Regions from separate parts of the Oryctolagus cuniculus genome. Here region 1 is linked to region 2. Evidence: chromatin contacts called from public Hi-C data. All regions are on one chromosome and are shown on one strand. The core of a region is the stretch at or near the end of the contact, and the rest is flanking DNA. Distances in the headings are between cores, read along the strand shown.

The links. A called contact is a pair of places that touch in the nucleus more often than the background predicts.
Region 1: a Hi-C map of an unstated tissue shows a contact between it and region 2, with 3 times the contacts expected there. The contact joins two enhancer-like sites. A contact is called at or near these places in 3 of 6 Hi-C or Micro-C datasets (ear pinna, embryonic fibroblasts and an unstated tissue).

What each region holds. Positions count from the first base shown.
Region 1 is chr4:69,646,868-69,650,884 of mOryCun1.1, forward strand. It overlaps SIDT1 (SID1 transmembrane family member 1), which reads left to right. Exons shown (of 25, transcript XM_051819041.2): 25 at 1-282. Among named protein-coding and RNA genes, the nearest start is that of USF3, 73 kb to the right of the region's middle. Within about 2 kb of position 2,129, at least 2 of the 8 cell types and tissues checked have an H3K27ac peak or open chromatin away from gene starts, as enhancers often do. A contact at or near this core is called in ear pinna, where this site is marked.
Region 2 is chr4:69,315,163-69,319,247 of mOryCun1.1, forward strand. BOC (BOC cell adhesion associated, oncogene regulated) reads left to right here. Exons shown (of 19, transcript XM_008266939.4): 16 at 1-16; 17 at 161-237; 18 at 669-847; 19 at 1,821-2,570. The coding sequence ends at 2,008. Among named protein-coding and RNA genes, the nearest start is that of BOC, 77 kb to the left of the region's middle. Within about 2 kb of position 1,654, at least 2 of the 8 cell types and tissues checked have an H3K27ac peak or open chromatin away from gene starts, as enhancers often do. A contact at or near this core is called in ear pinna, where this site is marked.

The DNA.
Region 1 (4,017 bases), core at 879-3,378, 330 kb after region 2:
GCCTCCCATATGGGTGTTGGGTTCTAGTCCTGATTGTTCCTCTTCCGGTCCAGCTCTCTGCTGTGGCCCGGGAAGGCAGTGGAATATGCCCCAAGTGCTTGGGCCCTGCACCTGCATGTGAGACCAGAAGGAAGCACCTGGCTCCTGGCTTCGGATCGGTACAGCACCGGCCGTGGCAGCCATTTGGGGAGTAAACCAACGGAAGGGAGACCTTTCTCTCTGTCTCTCTCTCTCACTGCCTATGACTCTACCTGTCAAATAAAAAAAAAAAATTACCCTCAATGTGTCTGAGAGTTTCTAGTTAATGATCAAGTATCACAACAATGTAATAAGCATATGGATGGAGCAGTGAAAAGGGAAGCTGATATGAGGCAAGAATAATAAATGAACGACAGGAAGACTGAATGGAAACTTAGTTGAGGGTCAGGTTCAAGCAGTAGTATTTTTTTCTGAAAGTCTAAGGGAGGGGAAGGGAACCACTGCTAAAAGTTATAGATAGGAAAGGGATTTTGAACAAGAGGACAAATGATCTGGGATTGGTACGTGGAGGGAAAGATAACTGCTTCTTTGAGTTACATAAGTTAAGGGTTTGGGTAAAACACCACTTGGGATGCCATATCCCATATCGAAGTACCTAGGTTTGAGTTCTGGCTTTGCTTCCCATTCCAACTTCCTGCTTAGTGCAACCCTGGGAGGCAGCACACGTGGCTTATGTGGTCTGTCTCTGACTCCGCATGTGAGAGACCGGATTGAGTCCCTGGCTCCTGGCTTTGACATCACCCAGCCCTGTCTGTGGGGAGAATTTGGAGGGTGGGGAGTAAACGAATGGGTGAATACTCTGTCCTCTGTCTCTCTCCCACCATGTGTGTATGTTTGTCTCTCAATTAAGTTGTTTTTTTTTTTGTTTTTTGTTTTTTGTTTTTTGTTTTTTTAGTAAGAATAAAGCATTGTACCTCAATAGTAGAGATAAGGGCTGTAAACAATAATGAAATCTCAGAAAAATAAAATAGCTTTTTTTTTTTTTTTTTTTTTTTTTTTTTTATTTTTGACAGGCAGAGTGGACAGAGAGAGAGACAGAGAGAGAAAGGTCTTCCTTTGCCGTTGGTTCACCCTCCAATGGCCGCCGCTGCAGCCGGCGCACCGCGCTGATCCGATGGCAGGAGCCAGGATCCAGGTGCTTTTCCTGGTCTCCCATGGGGTGCAGGGCCCAAGCACCTGGGCCATCCTCCACTGCACTCCCTGGCCATAGCAGAGAGCTGGCCTGGAAGAGGGGCAACCGGGACAGAATCCGGCGCCCTAACCGGGACTAGAACCCGGTGTGCCGGCGCCGCAAGTGGAGGATTAGCCTATTGAGCCACGGCGCCGGCCAGAAAAATAAAATAGCTTTTTAAAAGCAAGGGGCAAACTGGAAGGGAAAAGAACGTCGCTTAACCTCATGAAAAGTCCTGGGCAGTAGTGCTGGTGGCACAAATGATGGATAGAGCCTACAAAATGTCATTTTAGTGCGAACTATAAAATGCACTGGGAAAAGGGAACTAGACCAAAGGAGGAGGGACAAGCTTTGATGCGGATTTATGGGTTTGATTTTGTTCATTTTCAGGCAGACCGAAAGCAAAAAGAAAGAGCCCCTTGGGGTCCACTGGGCTGGCATTGACGACAACTGCAGGCAGTGTTTGAAAATACCATTATTTCCACGCAGGGGGAAGCTTCCATTGTGTTAGCCGGCCTGGCCTGTCATACCAGAGGAGAAACGTAACCGTCCTCACAGATAAAAGGAGACAGGCACAGAAATAACAGATATGCTTTGAACCGGCAGCCTCCAGTTCTCACGAGAAAAATGAAAGGCCTAGTTTTCATCCCAGCAGAGAGCAGAGATCCAGGTGGTCGGAGTGAGGGTCCCTTTAATCCACTCTTGAAGAAACAGGAATCCTCTCCCTAAAGCTTGGGACCTTCAGCAACGACAGCTCCCTCTGCCAAGGGCCAGCGTGGTCGAGGTCCTGTCTGCTCTTGTAGTGGGATCTTCCTCAACTCCCACCTCCAAGGTTAGGGCACTAAATTGGCTGAACCGATCAGCAAAACAGCAAATGTTCATCAGCAGGCACTCTGCCGGGGGGTTACGTACTTTACTGTGTCCAATCCCGACTCGCCTCTCCAAAGTCAGGACCAGGACTGCTATCCCCCTGTAGCAGATGGGAAAGTGAAACTGACAGAAGTGGCTGTTTTCTAGGTGAGGCATCTGGAGCAGAAACCTGGACTAGCAGGTACAAAAGGAGTAGTCTGGGTAACGAGACCAGAGAAAGGGAAGACACATTGTGCTCCCAATGAAGATTGAATTTTTATCTGTGCATGGAACTAATGAGGCAAAACACACTGCGTGGAATTGTTGAAAGTGTTACCAAAAAGAGAAGGTTTTTGCAAATTTCAGAAGATATGTGCCTGTAACTAACCCGCAGTAACAGTGAAACCTTCTGTGTCAACCAATAAAACTACAGTTCTGAATCATTGCTGGCTGTCTGAGCTGGAACAGCTGGCTTCATACGAGGACTGTTAGGAACCAAAGTCCTTTTTATAAATTCAGTGATTGCACTTGGCAAAGGGCTGTGGTCCCCAAGGTTCCTTTTAAATTAAAATATACATACCATAAAGTGTTGGGTTACTACTTGGAGCCTGCTGGCTCAAAAACAAAATTAAAAATGGAAAGAAAGCACAGGGATGTAAGAGAGTCTCAAAAAGTTGTCAGGAGTCAAAAAGTCTCCCCAAGCTGATTGGGGCCAGCCCAACAGATGAGGCGGAATCTGCAACTCCCATCAGTGGTGAAATCATCTTTGTTCTTGGCTGCTGGGTGCAGGCCTCTTGTCATAGAAAGGAGTCATTTCTCGCAGCCAAATTTAGGAAGGACTGGCTGCCTTGCACTGGGAAATCGTATCTCTCCATCCAGGGTACAAAGACAGTGGTGATAAATGTTTTACGTTTTCCCAGAAATAAGATTAGAAAAGCAGTATGACTTGGTTTGGACCACTAACATGCTAAATGATTTTCTTCTCCTGTATCAAGCTGGGTTGGGCATATATATATATATATATATGTATATTTATGTAATGTGAATTTGCACCCCCACTCCACAAAAATGGGATTAGTCTAATTAAATCATAAATTCCCATAAAACTTCCCTGAAGCTATCAAGTTCTCCACAAGTACAGTCTGGCTGCGGCCTGTCCCTAACTTCGGATCTGAATGTGATTAAGCAATGTAAGAAAGCACCTCAGGCAACCAGATCTGCACAGCACAAACAGTGGCAGCTGCATCTTCCCATCTCCCCTAAAATCTACAGCCTATCTGATCATGTGAAAAATCAAGCATCCCATGCTGATAGTTGGCCAACCTGACATCTGAGCCTATTTAGGAAGCAGCCCAGAGGCAGCATCTTGACTCCTCACAGGAAGAAGCAGTGGCCAAAGGCACCGTTGCCATTGACATTGACCAGCTAAATCAGTTCTACTGGAAGCTAGCATTTCTGTCTCATGTGTAGGGAAGATAGGAATGAAGGGGGTCATAGAAAATAGTTACTTTACATAAAATAAGGCCGGCGCTGTGGCTCACTTGGCTAATTCTCTGCCTGCGGCACCAGCACCTCTGGTTCTAGTAACAATTGGGGCGCCAGATTCTGTCCCGGTTGCTCCTCTTCCAGTCCAGCTCTCTGCTGTGGCCCGGGAAGGCAGTGGAGGATGGCCCAAGTGCTTGGGCCCTGCACCCACATGGGAGACCAGGAGGAAGCACCTGGCTCCTGGCTTCAGATCGGCACAGCGCACCGGCCATAGTGGCCATTTGGGGGATGAACCAACGGAAAAGGAAGACCTTTCTCTCAGTCTCCTTCTCTCACTGTCTAACTCTGCCTGTCAAATAAATAAATAAATAAGCTTTGCAACTGTATGAAAGCAATTTCTGATAAAACCTCATCAGTCCTTCACAAGGGAACTCCAAAATGTTCATAGAAAAATGGAGCTTAAAAATGAAAAA
Region 2 (4,085 bases), core at 404-2,903:
AGGGGAGCTTCAGCAGGTAACGGGCTCCCAGGGTTCAGGGAGTGGCTGGCAGCTGCGGGGCCCGAGGGGTCTCTTGGGCTGCCGCTTGGGGCGCCAGGCAGCTGCGGATCGTGATGGGACGCCCCGCCGTGACCCCTGGGTTACTCTTGCCTTTGAGCAGCAAGATGACACCAACAGCCTGCTGAGCCAGACCCTTCTTGGCACTGTGTACGACTCCCAAAGCCACCAGCTGGCCAGGTAAGCGGGCCCCGCCCCTCCCTGCCTCTCACCTGCTAGCCTCGGAGTCCCACCTCTCTGTAGCCCCTCGCCAAGCACCGAGTGCTGTTGCTTGTCTTGGTGGCCCCCGAGGCTGACCGCCATCCTCCCGCCAGGCTGTGCCCCTCAGCACTAAGTGTTGTGCTTGTGGTTAGGATCCCCTTGCCACCTGAGACCTGGCCTCCGAATCCTTCCCTCGCTGGGTGGGCCGGAGATGCCCACATACAACCAACTTGGGGCCCCTGGACACCCGCCTCCACAGCTCCCCCTGCAGAATGAAATGGCAGTGCGCCAGCAGGGTCGGTGGAACTGATGGTGTGACGCCCCGCGGCCAGGGCAGGCGTGGGGATGCCGCAGGGCGCTGGCCCACTTTGTCCCCGCCTCACCGCGCCGTCTGGTCTTTTGCAACGCAGGGGCCCCACGCCTCACCCAGACGAGGGCGCATTCTTATACACACTGCCTGATGACTCAGCTCACCAGCTGCTGCAGCCCCACCTCCAGGAACAGCCTCTTGCCACGGGCCGGTCACACGTGAGGAGTGCACCCGACGGTCCTGGGCTGGAGGCGCCGTGGGACCCTGCATTTCACTCAGGTCAGGGCCAGGGACCGGGCAGCAAAAGTGAACAGGTTGGGGATGACCTGAGGTCGGCATTCATGGCCCAGCAGTAGAGGCGAGGAGCGAGCAGTCTCTAAAGTGGGGCGTGCTGAGGGGCAATCCACTGCTCCAGTGTGGAGGGGAGCGGGGGTGGGGGAGGCTCGCCACTCCCCTGGCTGCGGAAGGTCTGTGGGCACACCAGGTGGATCCTGCAGCGCTGTAATCCGTGGCCCTCAGAGGCCAAGGAAAGGGCCACTTCCCCGTGCCAGGGATAGGAGCCTGTTTTGTGTCTGCATTTCAAGGCCATTCACAAATTCCTTTCGCCTCCCGTCACCAAGAAGCATTCTCTAATCACTTGCTCTGTTGGGTCTTGTCTCTTAATTAAGGAATAAGATTGCATCAGTCGTTAAGGAGCCAAGTTCTCACAAACAGCATCATCAGAGCTCTGTGCACGCACAGAACTTCTCCGAGGGGCTCAGGGCCTTTCCTGTCCCTCCCCCCAGCACCAACCTCTGGTCCTCTGGTCCCCTTGGAAATCCGTGGGTGCCCAGTTAGGACCGAGGCTGGTTCAGAGGATTGCTGATGTTTCTCAGTCTGTGTGGTGTGCACGTCCATTCCCGTGCAGATCCTAGGCCCGATCTCTGGGAAGTTAGATTCTGAAAGACTCCTAGAGCCAGCCCCAGCCGCACGTCAGTCTGCAGGGAGTGAATTGTGGGTGTGATGGTTATGACTAGCAGCCTGAACCCTCGGGGGCAGGCTGAGTGCTTGGGAGCCTCCACGGTCCCAGGTGGGTGGGACGAGTGTAGCCAGTGGCCCTCTCCATGAATGCCTGCACTTGGTTGTAGGTTCTCTCCCTCCCTTTGGGCCAGTATAACCAGCTGCCACCAGACAGACTGGCCCATTGCCACCATGAGTTGGTTTCCTGGTCAGTCTGGGTTTTAATAACGCTCCCACCTTCTCTCCCCCACAGGGACCCCGTGCTGTTTGGGCCTGGTACCCGTGGAAGAGGTGGACAGTCCTGACATCTGCCAAGTGGGTGGAGGAGACTGGTGTCCCCAGCACCCCACGGGGTCCTACCTAGGACAGGAACCTGGGATGCGGCGCTCCGCCAGCCCAACGGTGCATGTGTCTTTTGAAACGCCGCCTCCTACAGTTTAGGCAGAAGCTGATATCCCAGAAAGACTATGTTTTTTTTTTTTTTAAAGAGACAGAGAAAAATTGGTATTTATTTTTCTATTATAGTCATATTTATATATTTATGCACTTGTAAATAACTGTATATGTGTTTTTATAATTCTGGAGAGACATAAGGCATCCTTCCCATTGAAGCACGAGAGGGAAACGAACCTCAGCAGGACAGGAGTCACCCAGGACAGAGTAATGGCGATGGCCAGAGCACGGACTCCTTGCTGAGGACTTTTGCCGGCTGCCTGGGAGGCGGCAGGAGGCCCACAGCCCAGCGGACGAAAGGAAGACTCCTAGGCACACTGCACTTGACCGCCACGAGGGAAGAGCAAGAACCACAGTCTGGAGACAGACCCCCGAAGATGGCTGCATCTGTGCTACAGGAAACGCTTTCCTGAGACGCCAGGAGACCAGACTGCGATGTGTACAGCACCATAAGCATTAACAGACCTTCCAGCATCAGTAATCTGTGACAACATATCTCTGTAAAAACAAACACTGTAACTTCTAAATAAATATTTAGTCTTCCCTGTAACCTTCAGCTTAGTCATCTATGAGTCAGCATTTTCTTGAGACGATGGAATTCAGTCTTTGAGGATTGAAGAGAATACCCATCCATTCAGTGATGACATCTGGAGAAGTCAGCGAAAACGTTTTGCATTTTTTTGTTTTGTCTTTTCAGACGTTGTCTGTTGTGTTTTGATTAACGCGTTCTGTAGAATGGGCAAGGAACAGCAGATTCCTGGTTCTCTTGTGGGGGAGCTCTGATCAGATTGAAGGAATGAAACCAATCCTTTATATATAGGTGTGTGTATTCAATCCACATCTTTCCTCCGAGCTGCTGTTTGCCTAAGGGCCGGGCTGCACGTGAACAGGTGGTGCCCAGGCAGCTCACGCCCCTTGTTTCCAGAGATAGGCCGGCATCGCCGGGGCGGTTGACTCACTGGTTTAAAATCAACACTCACTGCTGGCCAGCTAAAGGATCAACCAGAGCTTTCTTTTATAGGCTGAAAACTAAAAACCTTTAAATGTGGAACTGGACTTGATGGCGCCGGGGGCTTGCCGCGACAGTTTTCGTATACTTTAACTGAGTTTTCAGGGCAGGGTCAGTTTTCTAGATTTCAGTGAGGTTGAGTTAGAGATGAAATGCCACTTGAGACAATCTCATTGAGGCATGCCAGGCCCTGGCTTCTAACCAGAATGAATTTGACAAAGGGATCCTAGGGCTGCTCCAGGAATTGGGTCAGACTCTGTTTAGGACAAGTGTGCCCTCTGCTGGCCAGAAGAAGAAGGGCAGCTGCTGCGCAAGACTCCTGTACCCTTTCCCTGTCAAACAGCGAAACCTGGAAAAACAATTCTCACAGAAATCCTGCAGCATTTTCAGGAAAGTAGTGTTTTAAACACTGGATGGCTTTAAGGGACATGAACATGCTAGGTAAGGAGAAGCAGAGCAGGGAAGAGAAGTGGGATATTGTGACTTCAGGCACAACCCAGCAGTGAAGGCCGACAGGTCACGTCCCCATTGGGCAAGGCTTAGGTCCTCCGTCCCCGCTTCGCTATTCCAGGGGCCCTCTGCTCAGAGCTACAGCTCGCCTTCTAGCACGCGGCCTTTTACAGATCCCCCTGTTTTTCTCCTTGATGGTCTGGTTGTCAGAATGGTTTTGCGTGAACTTAACTCAGTGGAATGTGAAGCATCTGCTTTCTGCAGAGTGCTGGAATCGCAACAGTGCTGCTTGGTTTCAGCTAAAAAGTCATGGGAAAGAAAAAGCCCTTCCGAGGCTTGTGAAGTGGGATAAATGTGTGTATTTCCCTTGCGGAGAAGAAAGGAAAGTCAGGACATTAGTTTAAATTTCAGCCCAGGAGACAGAACAGCTCAGGGGTGCAGTGCCATCGTGTTTGGTGTCTGGATGCAGGTTAGTTACTATTCTAGTGCCTTCGTAATGTTTTGATCCAGTCAGCGAAGGCTGTGTAAACTATGAAGGGAAGAGCGAGACCGGCTGGGCGGGAGCCGGTGGAGCGCGGAGGTCCCCTGATGGCTCACAGACCTCCC